2 separate regions of the Rattus norvegicus genome follow, and region 2 is linked to region 1. Evidence: chromatin contacts called from public Hi-C data. All regions are on one chromosome and are shown on one strand. Each heading gives the region's core, a stretch centred on a gene start, on an enhancer-like site or on the middle of the called end of the contact. The rest is flanking DNA. Distances are from core to core; before and after follow the strand shown.

What was found. Hi-C and Micro-C count contacts between places; a contact is called where the count stands out from the background.
Region 2: a contact with region 1 is called in a Hi-C map of the A7r5 cell line, with 3 times the contacts expected there. The contact joins two enhancer-like sites. A contact is called at or near these places in 11 of 12 Hi-C or Micro-C datasets (the A7r5 cell line, Schwann cells, frontal cortex and 6 more) and 1 of 1 datasets of contacts at active chromatin or transcription factors (oligodendrocytes).

What each region holds. Positions count from the first base shown.
Region 1 is chr1:193,665,946-193,671,828 of GRCr8, forward strand. The region is part of intron 2 of Ska2l1 (spindle and kinetochore associated complex subunit 2 like 1); the gene reads left to right. Among named protein-coding and RNA genes, the nearest start is that of Ska2l1, 12 kb to the left of the region's middle. Within about 2 kb of position 1,831, at least 6 of the 93 cell types and tissues checked have an H3K27ac peak or open chromatin away from gene starts, as enhancers often do. A contact at or near this core is called in the A7r5 cell line, where this site is marked.
Region 2 is chr1:194,380,490-194,386,301 of GRCr8, forward strand. No RefSeq gene overlaps it. Among named protein-coding and RNA genes, the nearest start is that of Fgfr2, 100 kb to the left of the region's middle. Within about 2 kb of position 2,957, at least 50 of the 93 cell types and tissues checked have an H3K27ac peak or open chromatin away from gene starts, as enhancers often do. A contact at or near this core is called in the A7r5 cell line, where this site is marked.

The sequences.
Region 1 (5,883 bases), core at 581-3,080:
CAGAAAAGTATATGTCTGACTAGCATGTGAAAGAACACCTAAGAAAGCTGCAGCAAGAGGACTGGCTATCACCTCACCAAGTCTCTGCCAGCTGTGCATGTGCTGGTAGCCCCAGAGTTCTCATTGTTTTGCACTTGAGTGCTATTAATTACGAATAAGTCTTGATTTTAAGGTTGCAAATTAATTATTGGGAGTAAATGAATTTGCAAACACAGACTCTATAAATAGTGAGGACCAACCACATGTTTTTTTTAGGGGGGGACCAGAAGAGACCTCAGGGTGAAAGCCATTCCTCCTTTCTGGGGGTGGAGGGTGAATTGCAACTAAATGAGTTACTAGCTACATAGGAGGACGCTCACTGAGCTGCAGCTTCTAGCACAATGAAACACTGTTGCAGCCACGAGAAGAACAAATTGCTGAGTATCTACTAATACAAAACATTGTGAAATGAAAATATTGTCTACCCGCTGGTCCTGCACTTGTTCGTGCAGTTACTCCAGATCAAACGTATTTGGGGGCTGGGAAGATGATTTAGCAGGTAGAGCATTTTCTACACGAGTTTGAAGACCCGAGTTTCTTCAAATCCCTAGGACCCACGTAAAGCTGGGGACAGTAGCACACATCTGTAACACCACAGTATGATGGGACAGGGACACAGGAGAATCCCCGGAAGCTCTTCAGCCAGTAAGTCTGGCATACATTGCAGTGAACAATAAGAATCCCGGGGCTGGTGAGATGACTCAGTGGATAAAGCTGCTAGCTGCCAGGTGGGATGACCTGAATTTGATCCCTGGAATCCACTCGGGGGAAGGAAGAGGACCAACTTCCGCAAGTTGTCCTCCGATCTTCACCTGTATACTGTGACACGTATATGCAGGCTTGCACAAGCCCCAAATGTGAAACAAATAAGAAGATTTTGTTTCAAGTAAAGCAGAAGGTAAGGACCAGCACCTGAGATGCTCTCTGTCCTCCCTCAAAAAATGCTCTGTGGTACATATGCTAACACACATCGTACACATATAAACATTTTGAAGGAAAAAAAAACCCTTGCAACTGCATTGAATATATGCACATATTGTTTTTTCTTGATATCCTCTAGACAACACAATGTAATATCTATCACTTATATTGCATTAGTCACTGTAAGCAATATAGGGATAAGTTATAATGTATGGAAGAAACATGCAGATTATATGCAAATTAGATGCCAGTAACTACCGAGGAGTAACTACAAGCTAGTACACACACACACACACACACACACACACACACACGCATGCACACACACACAGTAATACTTACTTGTGAGTAAAAAAAGAGCTTAATTAGGGTATGAGATGCAGACACACTTGGTTTATGGATAGAAGATTCCAGAAGACGTACTTTAATAAGGTACCATGTCTATGAATTGAAATAGCGGATGAATTCAACTGTATCCCTTCCCTCATTTGTGCTTTCAAAATTTGTTTCCCTTTTGTAACTAGGAAAACGTTATTTTTACAATGAATGTTTCCAGGATGCTTACTCTACATCAGGCACTATTCTAATGTGTGTGTGCATGTGTATAGACCCAGAACGGTCTCCTTTGTTGGTGTTTAGGCACCATCCTCCTCTGTATGAGGTGAGGTCTCTCCTGCCATTGAACTTTGTAAGTTCAAATCTCTGCATGTCCTGCCCAACTGTGGAATTATTAAAAATCTTGCAATAATAATTAAAAAAGAAAGAAAAATAAATCTCCAGGTCACCTAGCTTCTTTCCACAGACTCAGAATGCCCTGGCGGGGCCTGTTCCCTCTGACGCATCTTGCTGCCATTCTGAGACCAGGAATGTGGGGTGGAGTCCCTGGCCCAAATCCCCCTTTCTCAGAAGTGCTGAGTTCTTAGTCTTCCCAGCCAGGGCAGAATTCTTGGGATTTGGCCACAAGGCCAGGGCTAACAGATTCGGGCAGGAATTTTGTCTGTCTCCTTCTCTGTTTTTAGAAGAAATAAGCCCCTGTCTAAGCTGGATTGAGCCTAATATTATCTGGTTTTCTTCAATGCCTGAGCAAAAATCGCATGGCTACTCTTTGGCAGCGTGGCTGTCTGGGGAGTGTGCTGGTTGGGAGAGCATGCACTTTGCCCAGAGCTTGGTCCATTGTCAGCAAGGCCCAGGGCTGTGTGGGATGAACTTAGCAGATGTTGCCTTGTAGACAGGAAACAAGCTGCTTGTAATTTTGCTTCGGGGCAGTGAAGTGTTCTACATGCAACCTGGGTTTTCTAGTCGTAAACAAACGAACAAAAAAACCAACAATGGCCATAGGTGTTCGTGGGAGCTGAGTTCAGGCTTCACTCCTTTCCCAGTAGCATCCTTCCCTCGCCTCAGCCTCTTAGGATGAGGCTTGACAGGTCCGCATCTGCTTGGCTTTTTCCTTCTAGGCTACTGTTTGAACACTGTACTGTAGGAGGTACAGGCTGGGATGCTGGGTCGACTGGTCACGCCTGTCTTTAAGACTGGCTGCAGTATCGATCCTTCCTAGCCTGTGTGTCACACTGGACAGTTGGATCTAAAGGTTAAGACTTACTGCCTAAAAGAGTGTGTGTCATGAGATCGTCGATGGCTTAGCAAGTGCTTGCCCTGCACACACAAAGACCTAAGTGTTCAATGCCCAGTTCCTATGTTTAAAACTAGTTGAGCATGGTGGCCCACACTTGTAATCTCAGCTCGAAAGAGGCAAAGACAGTGGATCCCTGGGGCTTACTGGCTAGTCGGCAGTCAAATTGGTGAGATGTAGGTAAAAGTGAGAGTTATTTCCTCACAGAACAGGATGGATTATGAGGAACTGAAACTGACGACGTCCTCTGGCTTCTGCAGACACATATGTACTCACACCTGTATGCAGTCATGTACCTGCAAGCATACATGTGCGCGTGCATGCACACACACACGCACACACACATGCAAACAAATGCACATACACATGCACGCATGCACTCACGCGCGTGCACACACACAGGCCAGGGTCCAGCATTTAAGTCTCAGGTTGGACATCAGACTACAACCCTTCCTGCTGTCTTTAATGGCAAAGCCCCATGCTTGGAATGTTTTGACACCCAAGCAGAGAAAGGCGCCCCAAGTACCACACTGGATTGCAGCATCAATGAGTTTGGCTAGCGAGTAAAGCATCTCTACAGACAGAGAGGCAAGGTGGCCTCCCCGAATCACACTTGGCAGGATATTCTTTAAAGCACTAAAGCCGGCTTCCTTTGAACTCGGGGACCTTGGAGCTCCCAAGACCACAGGGCAGAATCCGGCACAGTTTTCAGTTCCTCTCTTCAAGGAGGATGATCTTCCGCCATCCTGTACATGCGCGAGTTATGTGGAAACTCACCAGAGAAGCCATGATCAGCTTTTCAACCCTCTCTTCCTCCCAACCCCCATTTCCTCCTTCCTCTGAGTGCTTAAGGTGATGTTGGGATCAGAGAGCACGTTACAACCCAGCTGGGGCTCTGGGAGGCTGACAACTTAATTAGCTCTCCTCCTTGGCCAGCTCAGTGGCTCTGCCTCATGCTCATTGGGCACAAGGGACCTGTCTGCCAAAGAATTCAGAGCAGCATCCAGTTGTACATCTAATGCTCTGCACATTAACAGGACAGCTATCACATGAGGCAGCAAACAGGCCCATCCCAGGACAAGGACAGGCCTGAGCTGCCTGCTTCTGCTAAGGTATGCAGAGCTAGCTGGGAGAGCCGCCTGTCTGGGCCAGCTGGGAGGTGAGGTACACAGGAATGCTGCTGAGCAGTGGTGGGTGCCCCAGGCTGCAGCACCTGCTGGGCTCAGCCCAGGTCAGGAGACTGAGGGCTGCAGGTGTACCTCCAGGGCTATGCAGCAGGATGAGGAGGAACCATGGGAAGGCCCTGGGACTAAAGTATCTCCTCATAGCCAGTAGCAGCAGACAGGAGGATTATGCAGAAAGATAAGGGCTCCCATGGACCCCTAGAAAGGACTTTGGTTTGTGCAATATTGCAGAAAAAAATTGCACAATCACACCTAGAGGGCCCTTCTCTAGAAAAGGAACAAATGCTGGAACTGACTTCCTGGTGGTTTAAGCAGGGATTTATCAGTGACTATATAGCTTAAGGTATATTATTCTACCTGAAAGTGAATTCACTCTCCTTTTACCTGTAAAGGAGGAAAATGGGAGGAAGGATCCTAAAAGCAAAAAGGAGAGGCTATCAGCTGGGCATGGACTTAACCAAGACCATAACAGGAGCAAACAGAAGGGCTTCCTGCCTGGGACCCCACCTGTCCTCAGGCAGCTTGGTGAGCACAGGCTGATGTGGGACTCCAGGTCCTGCAGAGGGGTAAAGACTACTTGTCTTTTTCAGAGACAAGTAGTGAAAACCCCTAAATGCACGGAATTCATGTTGAATTCAATGTCTTTACATACCACAGTATTCTACCTCAGGGTCGATCCCCATACTTCTTCATCCACTTTATAAAAGCCAGGTGTGATCCCAACACTGGGGAGGCTATAGGCAAGATGTCAGGAATTCAAGGTCATCCTTGGCTACATGAGAAGTCTGTGGTCAGCTAAGGAGAAAGGTTCCAGTATTAACTGAATTGATTTTAAAGTTTTTATTACATATTTACTCTCTCTCTCTCTCTCTCTCTCTCTCTCTCTCTCTCTCTCTCTCTCTCTCCCCCTCTGTGTGTGTGTGTGTGTGTGTGTCTGTGTGTGTGTGTGTGCGTGTGTGTGTGTGTGTGTTTGTGTGTGTGTGTGTGTGTGTGCACGTGCATCATGAATGGGCCACAGAATGCATACTGAAGGTCAGAGGACAATTTGTGGGATCCATTTCTCTCCTTCCACCATGTAGGTCCTGGGGTTGAACTTAAGGTGTCAGACTTGGCAGTAGGTGCCTTTATCTGCTGAGCCATCCTGCTGATTCTGAAATATCTTTTAATCCAGTTGATAGAACAAGGACTGGGCTTGCCAAAAATAGGTTTCCAAGGCCCACAAAGCACTCGACACAGATCTGTTCCCCACAAGGGACACCTACCACCAACTCTAGCTATGGATGGGGAACTGCATAGGGGCTCACTGCGCAGCTGGTTTCTTAGTGGCACAGAGCTCCCTGGGTCCTGACCTGTAAGAGGAGGCAGGGACTGGGATGGCGAGCAGGACCTCAGAGCTGCATTGTGACCATGAAGGCCACCCTGAGAAGAGGGGAGAAGGCCTTGTTAAATCTAGGAGCCACAGGTCAATCCTGCAAGTGGAGTTTGTGGTTTCTGGCTAAAGTAGGAAATGGCTACAAGAGCAAAGGGAGCCTTCTCTGCTGAGCGATCTCATCCCATTTCCCAGTCACAGCCATTACACACACACACACACACACACACACACACACACACACACACACACACACACGGCCCAGACAGCCTTCATCTAGAACATCTAGAAGCCAGGGCTATTCTGATAGAGACCCCAGCTGGCTTTGCCCTGAGGTCTGGGACCAGCTGGGAACCTACAGGCCTTGTTACTCACAATGTAGTTCTAGGCCCGGGGCCTAGTGACACTGGCAGGGACACTGAAGCAAGAGCCATGGAGGATGCCATGTCATGTGGTTTCCTGGACTAAAGGACCACTGTCAGGACGGCACTGCCTGAGGAAGGACACGTCTACTCAGGCTCAGGCCTGGGAGGATCCCAGAGGAGCCCTAGAGTCCTCTTGAGGTCCTGAGCAACACTCCTGGCAGCAAGCCAACCTGGCGGCCTCAGAGGCTTTCCAGAACATGACAGTATCAAACGTGCAGGTAAGAAGCAGGACGGTCCAGAGCGCAGGTGAACAATTCATGCTGTGGTAAACTGTGGGTTCCTCTGAGGAAGTGGCCCACGCTGGTGAGTCTCAGG
Region 2 (5,812 bases), core at 1,707-4,206, 720 kb after region 1:
TCTAAGACTCATTCACAACCCATCTCATGGTCTTGAGTCCATCCTCTGAGACCGGGAACTTCTAAAGGGCAGTCGTGGTGGCCACTGTATCCCTGCATGTCCAGTGACTCCTGGTATTGATGGACTCACGGTGGCAAGCCCCCAGCACATGTTTACTGACATTACTTCAACAAGGCCTTCCAGGTCACCCTACCTAGAGCACCTTTCATGCGAGCACCAGCTGGCAGTCTTGCTTGTGTACACCTTCACTGTAAGCGGTCTGGGTTCCCCTAGTATGTCACACTAATCTAACTTGCTTACCCCAGTGGCAAAGGCGACATCTGCCTCAGACAGCTGTTGGTGAATGTGTCAATAAGGAAGTGAATGCCAGCCGGGCCTGGTGATATGCACCTGTCACCACCAGCTATTGGGGTGAATATCCTGAGCTTCTGAGTCTTGAGATAAGCCTGGTCTACACAGCAAAACTCCATCTCAAATCAGTAGTAAAAAACAAAGTTAAAACATAAAAAAGAGGGACCACAAATAAATAAATAGATATACTAAGTTTTTTTTTTTTAAAAAAGAAATGGATGAATAGAGTTGGCATGTGTACTTAGATCTTTGCACAGTGCTTATGAAGAACAAGAAGGCTGACAGACTCCAGCCTAGGAGAGGTGTCAGTCTGCATCAGAAAGATGTACTGGATTAGTGTCAGGTCTGTCTGTCCATCATGTGCCCTAGGACCACATCCTTCTTGCAGGACACCTGGAAACGACATGCACCTTTACTGGACGATGTGGACTCCTCTCTGTGCTCAAACTCTCAAATGAAATGAACGGGGCATCTCAGGCCTGCTCTTGAATGTCTCAGTAGTAAGAAAAGTGGCATTCCTATAAGAATCGCAAAGAGGCCATGGAACTTTAGGGTAAGTTAACCAACACAGTAATGAAACTGCCAGTTACTGTTTAGCACCCGGTCCCAGACATTAGCAAGGGATCGCAGGACATTGAGAAGTTCCGAGGGAAAGTGGAATCGGATGAAAATCCCTCAGGGGGTTTGAGGCTGTCTTCTGCATCTGTTGGGGCTGACCGGCAAGATTTCCCTCTCTCCCTCTTTCCCTTCTTTCCTCTTTCCCTCCCTTCCTCCCTCCCTCCCACCCAGATCTCCAGTTGATGTCAGTGGCTTGTCTCAGGGCGAAGTGTGGTCAGCAAGAGCTCCAATAGCTTTGACGTCACCGCTAGAATGTCTTGGCTCTCATGAACATGAACTTAAGAAGAAAACATCCAAATTAGGTGGAGATTATGCTAATCCCTTTTAAGCATGTTTTGTTGGTGATGGTGATGGTAGTAGTGGAAGTAAAGACCAAACCTGAAACAGGCCTGCTCACAAGTACCGATTTCCACACTCATTAGGCCAGGAATTCATTATGTAAAGCAATTGTTCTACCAACAACCAAATGCCCTCCTCATATGTACCCTACCCTGCTCAGGGGTTTGTCCACTTTTGTTTGTAGGAGCTTGTGTCTGGTCCCTTCTCTTGCTACCACCTAGACAAGCAGATGAACATGGAGGTCCCTCCCTCAGCGTGGACACATGTCGCCTGCGTACCTACTGACCTCCCGCTCACCTATCCGCCTACTGGCTTCGAGTGACCACACAAGCAGGCAGAACAAAGGACACGCCCCTTGGAGATGATCCTTAGTAACTGCACAACTGAAAGCAAACAGATTGGTACTTCCCTAGGGTTATAAAGTAAAATTCCTTTATATGCCTTAAATTTACAATTTCCCTTTATGGGTGTTTCCGATATTCTTAATGCGTGAAGAGCCTATGAAATTCAATGTGGTGTAGTTTGGTCTCGCTTCTTGGGAATGCTTCCTAGACATTCCCCAGTGCTGTGTCAGGGGAGAGCAAACCCAGTCTGCATTCTGGATGTTGGGATGTTGGCACTCACATGACGCACAGGATTCCCAAATGAGCCCAGCCTTGCACTCATGTGAAAGACACTCACAGGCAACGTTCCCATGGTGCCAGCTGTGATGTTGACTTCCTAGACTCTCTAAGAAATGACCACGGAAGGAGGGGTTTTGGTAGTACAGACAATGGGGTGCTTCTGAAAAGGCCTGATGTAGGCGTCAGAGATTTGAACTCGTGGAGCTAGAAGAAATGCAGTCCCGGTGGCTGAGAAAATGCTTCAGTGAGGATCAAGAAAGACAGAGTGGAGAGAGACAGCTGGGATGGATATTATGGGGTGCAACAATGAAAGATAAGCCTGCCAGGGTGGGTGGCTTCATCCCCACTGGAAACATGGTAAGGACTTGCTGAGGTACAGAGGGTGTGCTGGTAACCCTGTGGCACCTGTACACTGTGGTTGGAGAATGATTGAGAGCTGACGACTGAAATCCATATCCCAAGGGGTCAGGCTGCCCTAACCCAGCAAGGCTGAAGTACAGAGGGCACCAGAAATGAGGATGTCACTGCATGCCACAGGGGATGGCAACAGAATCGTGACCAGCAGTAACGACTGCTCCGCTCCACTGAAGAAGATTCCTCATCCCAGAGTCCTGAGCTGCAGAGGAATGCGTTCAGACCTACCCAAGTCTGAAGAAAGCCAAGCTAAGCCATGGGAATCAAAATTAATATTAAAAACACGGACCCAGTGAGACCCACCGAAAGGTGCTCATTTGCATGGACAGTCAGAAGTCAGGGGGGAAAAAAGAAAGCAAACAAGGGAGCTCCTTCTGCCCCCTGGTGGCTTTGGGGGAAATGTAAGGGAAAGAGCAGAAAGTAAAATCTTCACTCTGTACCCAATGTCAACTGAGTGAGGACCTATCTGAACAATGAAGAAGATGGCAGAAAGCCTTCCCCCCGCAGCAGCTCATCCTGTTGATGCTGGAAGACACTGTTCCTCTCTGCTGGACAGTGGCCGCTGACAGATCTCTAGCTCAGCTCCCATGGGGAGCTGGTGAGCAGCATGTGCCCTTGTGAGCAGAGCATTGCTGCCAATGCCGATGGCCCGTTGCCCCAAAGGCTGGATGCCCAGTGCAGCACGTAGCTGACTTCACCTCAAACGAAGCTACAGAAAACGGGGCTTTTAAATACAGAAGCAGTCTTTGGGGACACCCGTTACAAACCCGTTTTCCCCAGGATCATCCTCGGCTGCCCATTTAAGCAGCCATCTATGGAACTACACAACGACACTCCTCCAATCCCAAAAGCATGAGTCTGGTTTCCCGACCTAGTTAATACAGCTTTCGGCTAACCTGGGTGGCTCAGCGAAACGCTAATCTCAAGCTGCAACGCCTCCTCCAGAATATGCCTGCCTGCGGATGAATAATACAGAAAAGGGAAGAAAGCAAGAACAGTCGGGGGCGAGCTGGAAACAGTCGCAGGCATTTTCAGTTCGAATATAGCAACCTGCTGAGCAAGGCAATCCCACAGCCCATGAAATGGGGCTGATTTTTCCAGACGGCCTGTTGGCTGGTTTTGTCTCCAACAAAACAAACAAAAATATGCATAACTGTATGAGGCCCTAAGCTCATTTTATCCTCCCCGACCCATTATGCCACAGGGATCCATGCCGAGGTGCCCCAGAGGAAGGCGCTGCCTGGGCTCCTGTGGATAATTGTTTATGCGTGTTCTATTAGGGAAAGACAGCCATCAGTAAGTGCTTACCATTCTAACACTGGTCTGTTCTTTGTGAAGGGCTATTTGAAATGGATCCTAATTACATGGTCTCTGAGACCTGCTTCAGTTTGTGAACTTGCAGATAACTATAATTATCCAGTAACAGAAGCTTCTTATTTCTCAAATGACTCTGAATGGCAATGTTTAAATGGCACTGGGTGTTTCTGAGGTTATAGTGAATGCGTTTTTAACCATTTCCTGGACAGCTCAACAATGTTAGCTATCTGATTAGCCTGAAATAGCTTGAAAGGACCATGTGCTCAAGGGCCATTTGAGATGGTTAAGGCCCCAAACATTGGAATAACGACAGGCTTAACACTTTAGTTTTTGTGAAACGGTTGGAGGAATGGGTCCATGGTTAACAGCACGTGCTGCACTTGCAGGGGAGCTGGGGTCACTTCCCAGCACCCACATTTGGTGGCTTGAAGCCATCAGCTTTAACTTCAGTTCCAGGATGTCCGGTGCCCTCTCCTGGCTTTCATGGGCATTGTGTGCACAAGGTGAAAATACACTCTCTCACACACATAGTCATAAAAAAATAAAAATTTTAAGACTTCATTTAGGGCCTAAGGGGGTATAGATCAGACAGTGGGGCATACACAAAGCCCTGATCAGCAGCACAGCAAAACACAAATGAGGTGTGTGGATCTGAAGCCCCATCACTGGGGAAGTAGAGGCAGAAGAAACTTAAGGGCCACCCTTCTTGGATATCAAGTTCAAGGCCAGCTGGGCTACAAGAGATGCAGCCTCAAAAAAGAATTTTAAGGGGATGGGGGACAGAGTAATGGCTCGTTGGTTAAGAGTACTTACTGCTCTTAATTCCTAACACCCGCATGGCAGATCGCAAATGTGTAACTCTAGTCACAGGGAAAGCTAATGGCTGCTTCTGACCTCAGGGGGCACCAGACACTCATGTGACATATACATTATATGTATATGTGTATATATGACACAATATGATATATATTATATATATATCATGTGATATATTATGTTATTTAACATTATTTATGAATATATGTATATATATATACCACCCATACACATAAAATAAAAATAAAAATTTTTTGAGGGTGGTTGAGATAGCTCAGTAATACGCACTTGCTTACAGAATCTCTCACGTACTGACTGAAAGGATCACCTGTCAATAAAAATCTGATAGCCAATGAGCGGAGGCAGGATTAGAAGGTGGAACATCCAGCAGAGAGAGAGGGGAATTCTGGGAGTCAGACACAGGAGGTTCACCGCCTGGACTTGGAGGAGACAGATGTTTGAAGCAGAAAAGAAGCAGCCATCCATGTGTCACACATAGAACAGAATAAGCAGGTGACAGAAGTTACCGGCTAGTCAGGGAACAAGCCCAAGCTCATGGCCTGGGCACTTAATCATACATCAATAGTCTCCAAGTCGTTATGGGAACTGGGGAGCAGGTGCAAAGCCAGTGGTTACACTTGCTACCAAACCTGATGGCCTGAGTGTAAAACCCCCAGGACCCACAAGACAGAAATGGTAAAACTGACTACACAAAAGGGAACCCTGAATGCCCCAGTAACACAACCACATTCTACTACTAAGGACACTTTATTAGAGTGCGAGAGAAAAGGCAACAGCATAAGTCAGTTGCAGGAGGGGAGAGGGAGAATAGTAGTAAGAAAGTCAGGCCTATTTGTGCTAGGGCCCAAGACAACTGCACACCCAAGCACTGGAGAGGGATGCATGGTGGAAGAGAGGGCTTCAGAGAAAGAACGAGGCTGTCCAAAGGAAAAGTGGGTTACTAAGGAAAGGAAAACACTCCCAAGGAGAGGAGAGGGCTAGTGAGCTCTGGGGAAAGCTCCAGAAGCACGGCCCTTTGCAGACACTTCAGCTCCCACCCCACCCCGATGTGACAGAGCATGCACTGTCCATACGCTCTGTTCATTAGATGAAGGCCAGTCTGGAAGAGTTTCAACCTTTCCTGCAAAAAAATAAAAAGCCTGAGCATGCTCTGATTGTTGAATGAAGCCCAGGTGGGGAGGGGCTTTGAGCCTTTCTCAGCCAAATGGCTTTTTTTTTGTTTTTTTTGTTTTTTTTTTGTTTTTTGTTTTTTGCAACGGGGTCCCTCTGTATAGCCCTAGCTGTCCTGGAACTCACTCTATGAGAGCAGACTG